Regions from separate parts of the Anser cygnoides genome. Here region 1 is linked to region 2. The links are chromatin contacts, called in public Hi-C maps. All regions are on one chromosome and are shown on one strand. Each heading gives the region's core, a stretch centred on a gene start, on an enhancer-like site or on the middle of the called end of the contact. The rest is flanking DNA. Distances are from core to core; before and after follow the strand shown.

Evidence for each region. A called contact is a pair of places that touch in the nucleus more often than the background predicts.
Region 1: a contact with region 2 is called in a Hi-C map of fetal liver, with 1.7 times the contacts expected there. The contact joins the enhancer-like site here to the promoter of MTG2 in region 2. A contact is called at or near these places in 4 of 7 Hi-C or Micro-C datasets (fetal liver, granulosa cells and liver).

The regions. Positions count from the first base shown.
Region 1 is chr16:3,874,400-3,881,266 of Taihu_goose_T2T_genome, forward strand. All of the region lies in intron 2 of TAF4 (TATA-box binding protein associated factor 4), which reads left to right. Among named protein-coding and RNA genes, the nearest start is that of TAF4, 9.8 kb to the left of the region's middle. Within about 2 kb of position 5,377, at least 1 of the 3 cell types and tissues checked has open chromatin away from gene starts, as enhancers often do. A contact at or near this core is called in fetal liver, where this site is marked.
Region 2 is chr16:3,814,224-3,820,934 of Taihu_goose_T2T_genome, forward strand. It overlaps MTG2 (mitochondrial ribosome associated GTPase 2), which reads right to left and starts at 1,468. Exons shown (of 6, transcript XM_013188917.3): 1 at 1,249-1,468; 2 at 1-90. The coding sequence starts at 1,422. SS18L1 (SS18L1 subunit of BAF chromatin remodeling complex) reads right to left here. Exons shown (of 10, transcript XM_048074575.2): 8 at 5,498-5,617; 9 at 4,293-4,420; 10 at 1,814-4,087. The coding sequence ends at 4,061.

The DNA of each region.
Region 1 (6,867 bases), core at 4,127-6,626, 64 kb after region 2:
CAAAATGCGTTGTGTATAATCACCTGGTAAGAGGTAGGAACATTTGTGAGTTTGTTAAAACATTGTCCGTGTTTTGCTGTTACAGACACACTTTTCTGCTGGATCTTCTAAGTAACTGAGACTATGCTGTAAGAGTAATCTTTTGCAATGTAGGGGTTCATAAAGTGATCGGAGACCATCACTGACGTGGTAGAATCATCTTGTAAAGTGACTAACTTGTGTGCTTTAAAATCCCTTTTCAAAATACTATCTCCTCCTGCAATGCTGTGATACAATTTTAAAACCAAAGTCCAGGAGCTTATGATCACCTTAGCACTATTGTCAACTTGAGGGTTCAAAGATTTGGTTTCTGTTCTTGGTGGAGGTGCTTCATGTCGCTACTTTCCCGCTTCATTTTTATGTACAAGCATCTCCTGACAACCCTTAAGGTGCCTGCTTAGAGAAAGGAGCAGGTTGGAGAGATTGCTGCAGGTATGCACTAAGAACAATATGCAGCTGGTAGGTCTCTTGGACAGTTTTCTAGCTCAGGTGAAGATGAAATCTAGAAACCTTCACTTCCCTCTGTACCTGTTTTTCTTTCTTTTACCTTCTGAGTGAATATTAGTACTCACAAAAAAATTGCCAGTTTGATCCTAAAGGTTTTTTTTCCCTGAATAAGCAAGATTGCGACACTCAATTCTGTTTGAAGATAGAAGATAGGACAGGTTGTTTTTATAGTTTATGTAATTTTTTTTTAAACTTCAGAGCTCCTGAGCAGCATTCTCATTAGCAGTAATGCAATTTTGCAGCTCTAGTAGAACAGCTATCACAGGCTTGTTTTGCTTTGTACCTAATGATAAAACTTCTTTATCGCTTTTACAAGACTCGGTTGGATCTGCCAGGAGCTGCCGATGGGGGATGAGAGCAGGCTTCTCCACCGTTTTCTTTGTGGGGGCCTTTTCTGTTGTGTGTGTGTTTGGTGACTCCAGGATGGGTCGTTCCTCAGCCCTGGAAACCAGGGGGCTGTTTGAAAAGTTGAGTGTTCCAGAACTCCGAACGGTGCTGGTGCAGTTGGCCCCGGCCGTTGGTTTCAGCTTCCTGGTGGTGCTTTCGAGGAGCGAGGAGAGCTGTCTGGACGTTGGGGCCCTGCGTCAGCAGACCTTGGAGGATGGCGTACTACTGTTCATACCTCGAAGGTTTTCTTTACAGCCTGAGAGGCTGGATATTGAACTTGATTTGAAATGGGGGGTTAACTTTTGTAGAAACTACCGTTTTTTAGCTTGTGTCAGTTGTACGGTAAGGGTTGTAATGCCTCAGGCCTTGGTTATTCTGCCTTAGGATGGGAAAAGTACCTAAGCACGTGCCTAATTTAAAATGTGTTCAGGTCCTGTCAACTTGAGCACTGATGCTTTTTGGAGCTGGCATCACTGAAAAATAATTTGTACAGGACTAATTCGGTTTTCTTCAGTAAGGAGTTGGGGTGCTAGGCTGTCAGGCAAAAGAGAGCAGATAGAAATAGGAAAAGGGCGTCAGGGTGAGGAGAATCAGACCACCTTGTCACTGTAAAACACTTGGTAAACGCGTTGTAAAACACTTTTTCAGTCTGAAGGTGGCATTTTTCGGGTTATTCTGTACTTGAAGTGTACCCCAGAAGTGCCTAAAATAATTAGAGACAATAGGAATTTAAACACATAAGGGGTCTACAAACTTCCATAGTCTTAAGAAATACAGAAAGGAACAGAAGAAATAATACAGAGTAGTGGAATGTCGTTCTTTCTATTTCTTACTATCAAGCGAGTTCAAACATATCCTGATTCGAGCTTCCCTACATCATGCACGTGCTGCCAATATTTTGCCTATTAATTGTGTTGGCATGGCTGTGTTTTGTTCAAAACATCTCTAACATAAAGTGATAACAGGAACTTCTTACAGTACGTGTAGTCTGTTTTACTTTCAAGGCATTTTACAAAACTTGATCCTTGCAACATGCCCATGTGGTTGGTAAATAAAGTAGTATGAACTCTGCTTTAAAGCTGGGGGAAAGAGCGAGTGAGAGGAGTTCTGACTTGCCCAAGGCCATGAGGGAATCGATATTGAGCCAAGATTAGAGCTTGGGAGTCCTGTACTTGGCGCGCGAAGTGGTAGCTCGCTCTCTGAAGGGTAACTGTGGATCTCGTCTGAGTGCGGGATGGATTTCATGTTCAAATCATGCATCAGCAAAAGGAACATTCTGCTTTATTTGAAATCTGTTACATCAGATCTGCCATATGTCACCAGGCTGAAAGTTCTCGCTGCGACTTCTATAATTAAGGAATCCTGCGTGCTTAGCTTTGTACCCCAAGGAACCTAAAAATGAGAGAGATGCTCGGTAGGATTTCTGTTGTTGTTACGACGAGTGTCACGAGGCAAATGAATGCTTTGTTTGTACACATCTGATAAAGGTGTCTCTCTAAATGTTGAGATTTAATGGGAAATATAATTGTGATTCTTCTAAGCCAAGCTATGAAAGACATTAGCTTTGCTTACTGTTCACTTCTGTTACGGAAAACGCTGTTGTTCCCAGCAAGAAGAGCACGTCTGGATTTATTTTATGTATCTATCTACACTTCAAGTCACCGTCTGTCTGGGGCTTGGGGTATCACTAGCGTTGTGATGTTGGTAGGTGAGTAAAAGTGAGCGCATTGTGTCTTTGGGGCATTTTGCACTCTGCTGTTGCAGGAAGCTCTATGGTGTTTGGACGCTCAGTGAGCTGAGTGAGTTTCCCATCTCTGGAGTTACTGTGAAGTGCAACATCTTGGTTAGAGGACCACAAATTTGGTGCTGCCTGGGGCTCGAGTCACTAATACAGGGCACTGCAGCAAAGTTAGCAGCTGAAAATGAAAACGTACCGGCTCTGGACACTGATGTGATAAGACACAAATTAGTAGGTAATGCAAACGCTCTTCAAACGAAACCCTTCGGTGTATGAAAATCCTTACTGTTGTTTGTCTGCTCTGTCTCGGGAAATGATATGTAAATAAAATCCTAAGAAGTGTGTGAAGGAGTTCAGGAGCACAGTTAAAATACTGGGGGTAGCCTGAGTGGGTTTTAAGAGAAGAGGTCGGCTGGTGGAAAGCCTGCTCTCTGCTCTCACCAAAACTGTGACGAATAATGAGAGTCTCTTTGGTATGAAGCAGGCATAGAAACCACGTACAGACAGGGCACGTTAAACACTTCTTGGCTGCTATATGCACTTTTTGTCAGAAATACTTGAAACGAACATTTTAACCTGAAAATAACTCATCTTGTCAGCTCTCGTCAGGGTTGTTTGGTGTGTTGAAACTTTTTATGAATGTTTACAACTCCATTTATCTGTCTGAATCCGCTCCTGGAGTTTGCTGTCACTGCTTGATGTTAACAAGAAGGCTTTTGCCAGTTGGAAGGCAGTACGCGTTGCCGAGCTAACTTTTTGGTAGGTGTGCTACCCCTTGTGAGAAAAGATTTGACGAAGCAGCTGCACGAAAACACACAACTTTGAAAATGGTGCTTCCCACAACCGAAGGCAGCGATAGGAAGGAGTTTTCGGTGGTACCTTGCAGACAGCCGCTCAGTTTGTATCACAAACAACGAAGCTGAAGGAAGGCCGAGCTCAGAGAGCTTACCAGGAGCTTTGTGAGCGCCTGGCCGCTGTCGGGATGTTCCTGCCCGTGAGTCGTGTTACCTGTGAGCATCATGGCTTTCCCTCCTGCACGTCGGGACTGAAGCCTCGGCACATCTCTGACGGGTTGCACGCTGCTGTTTTAACAAGACGGTGGCTGTGCGGGTGCTTAGGAGCTGTGTTAGTGTTGTTACAAGTTGTTAATGCCCTGAGTTGAGTTTGGTTTTAAACTAATGAAGTTCTTGACGAAACGCAAGAAGTTGTAGCTTATTTATACTGATGCAGGCTTCCTAAAAGCTCTACAACCTTTTTTGTCTGGATGATGGCTTTGCTGCATCGCCCCTCCTGCACGTTTCCTCCTGGCAGCAGAAGGGAAACGGTTCATACAGCAGGCAGCTTTTACAGTGACACAGTTGTGTCCGTACTGCACGTTGTTACTCTGAATTACTGGGGCAAAATGGTCCCGTTTCCACCTGAAACGTTGAGAGAAGTACAGAACCTGTATACAGGTGAGGCTGTAATTAAACAGCTGTAAAGATTGTGTGATCACTCATATTTCAAATTAAATGAGACCTTTTTCATCAAGACCACAGACACGAATAGGTTATCCTAGAAAAACGCTGCTGCCTCAGGAGCAAATTGTTATTATGTTTTTTCCCCTTCATGGACAGTTTTACCTCAGCTTAGTCTCATTTTTTTACCCCAGTTCTATTTTGTAGTAATTTCCTTCCAGAAATGCTGGTCTTTTTCTGGAGGCACGGGAGTCTGAAGGGACCGAGAGCCAAGTCTTTACCACAAAGCCTCCTGCCTTGGAGTAATTTTCTTCGTATGTCTTTAGTGGAATATTTAAGGTAAAATAAGTCTCCTTGAGGCCTTATTTATGCCTTTAACTAACTGGTTTTTTAATATAGATTTTTTTGGTGAGGACAAATCGTTGATTATCATCGCTATGTAACGGTATAGGTTATCAATATATAATCAAGAAAGAAGTGATAACTATAGGGAGCTGAGAGCAGGCTCTGCAGCGAGATCTATATAAGCAGGCTCAGCACCTCCTTGGCAGAGCTGTTCTTAAGGCCCTGTACAAATACAGATAGATAATCTGTCGCCCTGGAGCTCTTGTCAGGTTAGAAATAACATTTTAAAAATACGACTTTCTGTACTTGTATTACTAGTGATGAGAAAGTTACACTTGGATTATAAAGGGCTGACTCTCAGCAAAGTGCAGAAATAGGTTGTAAATCCTTTTACCCAGGGACAGTCCTTTTACTCGGTATTTGTACGGGATTTAGTGCAAGGTTTGACTGTTGCCACGCTCTTTGTGGTATTTAGAAAAGTATATTGAGAAAAATCGAGTAACTTCTTGATAGTGTAGAACTCTATAAATATATATAAGTTATTTATAAGTTGATGAATCAGAACCGTAAGTTATGAACACCACTTAGCTTTATTTTTGATGCTTTTTTCCTTCAAATGCATTCCTAAAACACTTTTTTTCCCAGTAATGCATTGCAGCCGGTACCTGGACAACTGGCAGCACAAAATCTGCATCAGTGCGTGATGTTATTTCACACGGCTAGTACGGCTGCTGTAAGATCTTGTCTTGAATCCGCCTGCCTATAAAAGTGGTCCAGCTTATTCCACCTGCTCTGAGAACCACACGCTGCCTGAGTTGCGCTGTTAAAAGCCATCCCAGTCCTTCTGCACAGAGCAAAGCACGTGCTGGGTGCTGCGCGGCCACCCAGTGCAGATCCGGCTGCGAAATATGCTGGAGATAGCAGCGAGTAAACAAAAGCTCGGCGCTGAGCTGCGGTGCCGTGCCCCCGTCCTTCTTACACGGCTCGGGGGGCAGCGAGGCTGTGGCAGGCTGTCTTCACGCCTCTCTCACTTTATTAATCAAGCAGCTCGGTGAGGGAGGGTTAGGTGTAGCCCGGCTGTCAGTGGTGCCAGCATCGGGTGCGTTTAAGCTAAGTGGCGGTGCGGCGAGTGGGACCAGTTGCGCCTGTGAGTCAGAAGCGCAGCTCCGAGGAATTGCAGCACCTGTGGCGAGAGGCAGAGGAGGTGACCCAAGCATGTTTGCTGAGGGATCGGTGGAGGAGGTGGAGGAGATCTCGAGTACGAAGGCTCAGAGTGGCCGGACTCTGCACAAGTTTGCAGGAACGCGTGAGCGGCTGCTAGTCCTTCACAAACATCCATGTGGTCACGTTTGCTTTGCGGTGGTGTTAAGAGTGGACGGGGAAAAGAGGCAAGCGGTCACGCCGCGAACTTGGAGCTCCTATTTCCTAGCATTCTTCCTTTTTTTTCCAGCGTATCGTTGGGTTTTCTTCCCTTCCCTCCCCTCCGTGGGGGAGGGGGAGAGCAGGCACTAATTATTTATAAGTGTTAGTCATACCCAGTCATTAAGCTTAGTCATTACTCAGGACTGTGCTTTTGACGGTTAGTAAAATCAAAACTAGGCTTCATTTTGCTTAAACGCGTTCCGAGCGCAAGCTTACAGGTGTGAAAATACTTTTATTTTTGTGTTCATACCCCAACCGAAACAGCAGCGCTATTTAATAAGTGTTGCTATCGGCCAAGTGACGTGCAACATCATGTCCACGGTGATCATTTGTATTTGAACTCGCAGGTATTGTGTTTGGCGTGTTCTCAAAGCAGGATACCTCCTGTGTCGGCAGTGGGAGTCGCGAAATCACAGGCTGCTTCTGCGGAGGAGGACTGGAAGTGAAAGCTTGCACTGGGGCTGCCCTGCTTGGTTGTCAGGGGAGTCGTCCAGCGCGGGGTCCCTGCAGCTCCAGGTGAAAAGGCAGCATCCGCAAAGCTTCGTGTCCCTGCCAAAATTACCAAGGTGTACCCAGAGCAGGGCATTCACGGGGTACTCAGTTGTTTCAGGGTGTTGCTTTTAGAAGGAAGGCGATGTGCATTTACTGCAGCGTTCCTCACTAGGCGTTTGTGTGCAGGCAGTGGTGAATTCAAAGCAGCGCGCCCATTTCCATTTCATCGCGTGCTTGAACAGCTCCCGTGTGTTGGTACACCTCGGTGTAGGCAATCTGTTGGCCAGAAAGGAAGACTGGCTGAGTTGTAAAATCTCCGCTTCAGAACGGCATCAAAAGAATTAGTAACCCTCTCTTCTGTGTCTTCCTTTCGCAAAAGCAAATCCGATTCTGGTATAGCCGTGTTGTTGTTTGATGCGAGTACGTTGAAATTAGCAGCGGAGCTAAGTCTGCATCGCTTCGAGATCAATAATTAAAGTA
Region 2 (6,711 bases), core at 218-2,717:
TTTTCGAGGTTCGCTATAAAAGGAATGACCTCCGTCTCCTCCTTGTCCTCCAACCACACGCACTCTCCGGTGATCCACAAAATAGCGCGTCTGCAAAGAGGATGAGGTTTGTACCTTGGAAGTGCAGTTTATCAGAGTCACCTTCCAGCAAGCTGACCGTTCTACAGAATTTAATAATATGCAGACCTGCTGTTTTCTGTCATGACAAGTTCCGCTGAACAGGTGAAAAAGATTTCTGCTGTCATTCACATGTCACTTAAATACAGCTTACTAAGTATAACACTGAAGAAAATTAGGTCTTATTTTTCAAATATTTTTAAGAACCACGTTAAAACATTGCAAGTACATGCCAGAGGTTATATTGATATAACCTAATAAAGCAGCTCAGATACCAGAAGTGCAGAATTCATGTTAGAAGAATAATAACAGGGAAAGTATTGTTTTAATACAGTTACATACTGCTAACACTGGTAGCTTAAGAGCACTACCACACTACAAACCGGAATCATCCAGTAGTTGTGTTCCTACACATGAAAATAAAATTGAAAAGAAATCTTTTTAAATGGAACTAAAATTTACAAAGAGGACATAGTGCCTGTGGGGGAGAGATGTTCTCATAGTGATTCACTGCCTTCTATATCAGGTGATGAAAGTAATGCAAACTTCAATCTTTTAACAATTAAGAAAACTATTATAAAGAAAAAGAATAATCTTATTTGAAAACTGAATAAGTAGAATTAACTTTAATGTAAGTCATAGCCAGTTACTTAGGGGGTAAAGAAGATACAGCATGGAGAGGATTCCAGGTTTTGGCCTTATTTCTGACACGAACTTCGTATCTGACTTCTGGCAAACCAACTGTTCTGCACTGCGCTTCAGCTTTCCTGTCAGCAAAGAAGGGTTTTGCTAATTAAATAGCCCAAGGAGTATACGTGGGATAAAGCAGCATTGTGATATCAAGCTAAGCAACTGCAAAAGTACAGAACTCTCGCATAACTCAAGTCACGCCATGCCCTGTGATTTCTTAAAAATCCTCTCTTAGAGAAGTGTATGGCACCACCATACGGCAAGACGGGAAACTAACGCTGCGAACTGAAAGTGACGTATCGATCACTCAGAAATAACAAATTCTATCTAAGCCTAAACAGAAGAACACGAGGGAGGAGCTCTTCGCACATCTCGTACACAAAGCGCAGCCAGCCCGGCAGCTGATGCCACCCAGGACACGCCGTTTACCTCAGGACTTACCAATTTCCTTTCCGAAATGGCTCTTTTTTGCCTCAGCCGCCTGTTCTTCCCGCACGCGACGCGAGTTGTGGAGAAGGCCGGCCTCCCCAGCAGCAGCAGCCCCAGCAGGGGAGCGGCCCGGCCGCCCAGCACGGCCCCGCTCCGGGGCAGCGCCACTGCCCCACACAGCGCCATGGCTCCGCCACGGCCGGGACGCGCAGCCGCGGCCCGCCCCTGCCCCAGCCCCGGCCGTTGGGGAAGGGCGGGAAGGCGCCGCCCGCCGCCTCCCCTCAGCCCCGCCTCGGAGGCCGCTGCCCTCACAGCGAGCCCGCGACACCGACGTAACGCCCGTGAGGGTGCCGCCGGGCGTCGCTGTCTGCCTCGGGGGTCCCCTTGAGCCTGTCAGCCCTCTCGCCTCGCCTCACGCATCGTTAATCGGGCGTTAATTAGGCACCCACCCATCGCCCTCAGCGTTGGAGTCGGGACAACCTCTGGGCGCACCGAGTGGGTGCGACCCCAAGGCATCTCCCCTTGCCCTTTGTTGTTTCCACTCAAAAAGTCTGTGTCGTAAGAAAAGCACCACCAATTTCATTTCCAGATAATTTTTAACCTAAACAATTGTCAAGCATTCTGTATTACAAAACAGAAAATGATACAGTTAATGGGAGAATTCAAAATGCTGGCATCACTTTGTTTCCACATTGACACATAAAAATGAACAACACATTAAATAAACGTTTTGTTATTAACAATTAGAAATATTAACACCAAAATCATGTATAAATTAGGAAATAAATGTACAAACTATTTCCAAAGTGCTCTTTCAAATACATTATATACACAACATTCAAGAAGTTCTTAATGTAAGACATTTCAGATTGATGTAATGTTGCTGTTTCATTTTAAGTGTTGATCGTATTCTCTCAAAAGTATTTCAGCACTTTCAAAAACCACATAAAAAGGCATATTTCCAAGCTGGCAAAGAGCAATATTGCATTCTTCTGGCTACCTGTAATATCAACATATTGTAAAGAAAACAACCTTATTTCCTTTCTGTTCCTTGATATTTGAGAGTACTTATTTGTATGAAAACACCAGCAGGAAGGATGAGAGAAATGACGACTGACCAGAAATATCTTCTGTTTTATCAGTTATTAAAAATATTAATGTTGCAAGGGCAGTGCTTGGACATTTGACAGCTGTCACATTTGATAGCAACACTGATCTTTAGCTGTCCAGTTAAAAGATTTTCCTCTACAGGAAAAAAAGTAATGAAGTGAGAGTTTTTTTTTAATTTTACTTGTGGTCTTGGTTTTTCAAAATACGAAGTACCAAAACTCAAAATCCCATAAATACACCAGTTTAGACACATGAAAGGAGAACATCCTACAACATAGGGTAAATTTACTCTATATTGTAAATTTTCAGTTAGTCTCCTATTCAAAATTGCTCATGGACTATAATCATCCTAGCCTTTTGCCACAGAGAGGTTTGGACATGTTACTTCATTCAGCAGTTATATAAGCACTTTATAAGTGCTTTATTCAACACTTTATAAGGACATATAAAAACAGAAGTGACTTCAATTGTTCATACTGGCTTTTACATACCACTAGCTCATATTTCTAAAATCTCCCTCTATAGGTATTTTCTCACTGGTTGACTCCATTAACAATTCCCCTCTCTGTATGTATATTGTTTCACAATTAAAGCTGAAATTAGTTGCTTTTCTGGGGAAAAAAATAAAAAGGATTTTTCTTTTTTCTTATGAACTATTTCTGTCACGGTACAAGAGAAAAATGAATGTGATGGTAAGCTGTAAGAACAGTCAACCATAAAATTGACAATATTTATGGTTATAATGCTTGCTGGAAAATCTGAGCAAGGGCTATGGGAGAATCAGAAATAAAGGAGGATGCCAGCCACCTGCCTGTGAAATTTGGCATGAAAATGTATATAAGCACGTTATAAAAATTGGAGTAGCATATTTAAAACCGGAATTTTGCCAGATGTTTTTCTCAGCTAAGCACAATAAGAAGCAATATTGACATCTAGTAGGCTGACACTGCAGATCTCAGAGCTCCCTTCTATTTTTCTTTCCATAATAGAAACATCTTAGTTTATACATATGCATATATAAAATGTGGCCCTAGTGATTAACGTATCTTTGAATATAGGTTTTGATCATCTTTCTGTACCGTTTACAATAAAAACATGGATTTATGAAATTACTGAATTATAAGACTTGGGTAGTTCGCTCTCGTAGGTATTGCAGACATTGCAATTAGTCTTACTTTTATCATATAGCATGAAACTGTCTTCACATAAGGAATGTAACCTCCCCATTATTCTTAAGAAGTAAAGTTAAGAGCCATGGATTTCAGCAGCTGGCAGGTAATCCGTAATGCATTTAGTTAAAAAAACGATCAATGACCTACTGTAGGATACTTCCCCGGGCTGAGATATGACTGAATGGCTTTGTATTTAGCCAGAATGCCGAACAGCCTGGCTGTCTTCCAGAACGGGGCACAACTGTGATCAAATGATCCTAAAGCTATTTAGAAACATCAAGAATGGGGGGGAAATTAAAAACTTCTGCATTGTATCAACATACAGTACTATACACAGCACCAAATATCAAACCATTAAAGCATTGTCTTGTTACCAGTAGTGCACTGCTTCATATCCAGCATGAAATGAACACTGTTCACATACAGACGCTGCTTTGTGCTAAGGGGTAACCAACATATTACAATTAATCAAAACTGTCGGTACATCCAGTTCAAAAGATGGATATACTATTGAAATGAATCTGACACAGGATCATATTCTTTTATTGCTGATAATTTCCGTATTGTCCCTATAAAAAAAAAGAGAGAAATAAAAATGTTGGAGAATAACATATCAGAGGTTTACAAACAGTGAGTTAATTTTCTGTTGGTTTACTGATGTTGAAAGACCCACCCAAGTATCATCAATATGCCTGCACCAAGTTATCAGATAGATTGATGTGAGGAGCTAGTAGATAAATCTGCTTTCTTATAGCAGAGATTTAGATGATTTACCTGCTCGTAGCCATAAGGCCTCTGTTGCTGAGCGGATGGTCCTGTCTGAGAAGCTCTGTAACTTCCATATTGCTGCCCCTGTCCCTGTTGGTAGCTGGAATACTGTGAAGATGCTCCTTGTGCAGGACCTGAGAAGACAACGAAATCTATTAATAAGGCTTGATTTGCTAGGGGGAGTTCTTATGGTTAACAAAATGTAAAATGTGATGGTAATAAAGTAAGCTTTGCAAGTATGAACTGTGAGTAGATTTTGCCTAGACTTCCCCAAGCTGGTTCTACATCCCTCTGGGAAATCCTGTATTTCTCTGGTCTTCCAAAACGTTACCCTGAATCTACGGTTTTGAGAAGCATCAATAAGCTCCCAGCCACAACTTCCCCCTGCAAAAACAGAACAGGAGCAGAGTACTGCAGCTGTCCAGAGTGTCAAACTTAAGGAACCTGAGAAACATTAGCAAATTCTGCATCTTTAGAAAGAGGAATCCAAATGTTAACATTAAAAACTGAATTTTGGGTTTAATAGAAATCCTTTGCCTTGAAGCTAGTATTCAGAATATTCCCAATATCTCCAGCCCGTTTTTGTGCTGAATAACCTGAAATGGTTACTCACTTTCAGAGACTCGGATGCATGCAGCTGTCCAGAGAACTCAAAGGCAGCCATCAGACTTAATTTGATGACGATGGGGAGCACTGCTCCTGGTGACCAGAATGGTTCCAAAGCCCTGTGCCAGCGTTAGCTGCATGTTCAAATCACTTCCACGTTTTTCTTTTCACCTCAGTTCCAAGTCTACCAAGGATTAATATGACATTGCAAGAAACCTAATTGAGGGAGTAGTGATTCTCTGGATTGTTTATGTTATTTTTTATGCCAGCTGCAGAACCATTTGATGTGTAGGAGGCCTGAGAATGCATACAGTGACCTCCTACCAGTGCTTGTCAGGAAGTCAACATGAGGCGTGTGTACTGGGTAATTTTCTCAATTTATCACAAGAGAGGACTCAGAATGCTAACAACAGTATGAAATGCAGTGCTCTACTAATGATGTTACTGCCCAGAATACCTTTTCATGCTATGCTATTTGGCTATTTATAGTATGTGGATGTCCAAGGTTAATCAATAAAATAGTTTACACCATATTTTAGATTAGGAATGGAGACATCGGGTTGAAGTATTGCAAACACTTGACTGGTCAGTGACAGTTTCCTTACCATATCCTTGCTGTTGTCCTGGGTAACTTTGTTGATTCGGGTATTGCTGCTGGGAATATGTTTGCTGTTGTGCAGCTCCCTGTTGGTATCCTGCCTGCTGCTGGCTGTACTGAGAATTTCCTAAAGAGGGAAAAAGTGGAATAGTTTGGTTACGGATGAAGCAGGTATTTCAACGTACATGCTAATCATAAAGAAAATAAAGGAGTGAGGAGCCCTGGTGTGGAACTCATAGACAAGTACTCTTTTTGGAAACAGATGTTTGCATTTTGCCAATCACGATGAGTTTATTTCTCTAGTGACTTTTAGGATATTTGAATGGGAGAGAGTTGTTTATACACATCATTAAACAAGCAACCTGTTCTACCAGGATTTGTTTTACTCCAGGAGAGTTTCAGAGAAGAAAGAGTCAGAGCTACAAAGATAAGGGTGCCAGGGTAAATAGCTGTTTTTTCAGGAAGCCCTCCCACTGTATTCTGTTCCAGATAATGATGTTTATTCATACAACCCAGAAAGACAACACATTTAGTCGTTACTGATGTTTTTAAAAACGTCTACAATGGAAATTCCATTTGCGGTATCCTGAAATAACAAAATGAATGGAGACTATATGGAGGACATTGCTTTTCCAAATTGCCACCCCGCTGTATCATAATAAAGTTAATATTTTTACAGTTAATTTACAGGTCAGATGCCTTAATAGCATCACTGAATGTACTGATGTACTGCTGTACAGAGTTTTGTAGTGGTAGAACTACAGACTCAAAATATTGGTGATTTTCAAGGATTAGTTTCATTTAGCACGTTGTTTTTCACAATTTGTAAGGTGAATTAAATAAGACCAAAAAAGTTGGTCCTGGAATAAACCAGTAGGCTTTCTCACTCCAGGTAAATTTTCATTTACAGCTGCCATTTTTTTCTAGCTCTGAACCCCATTTCTAACTGCAGCACATTAGTTTACCTTAGTAAGCATAACTCTTACTTTAATATAGGCACTTTTATTTGCATTCTATAAAATGTTCATTAAACAGTTTTATAAGAGTGGAGCACATCTAGGAAGTTTACTCGCTCACTGAAAAAAAGGTTCACTATCCATAGCAATAATTCCACCAGGCTCAGCTATGCCTGAGGATCATTTTTCTAATGAATATCAGGCTATGCACAAGTTATTAGTGATCCCACAAGGCTGCACAGCATAACTACCTCACCATACCATT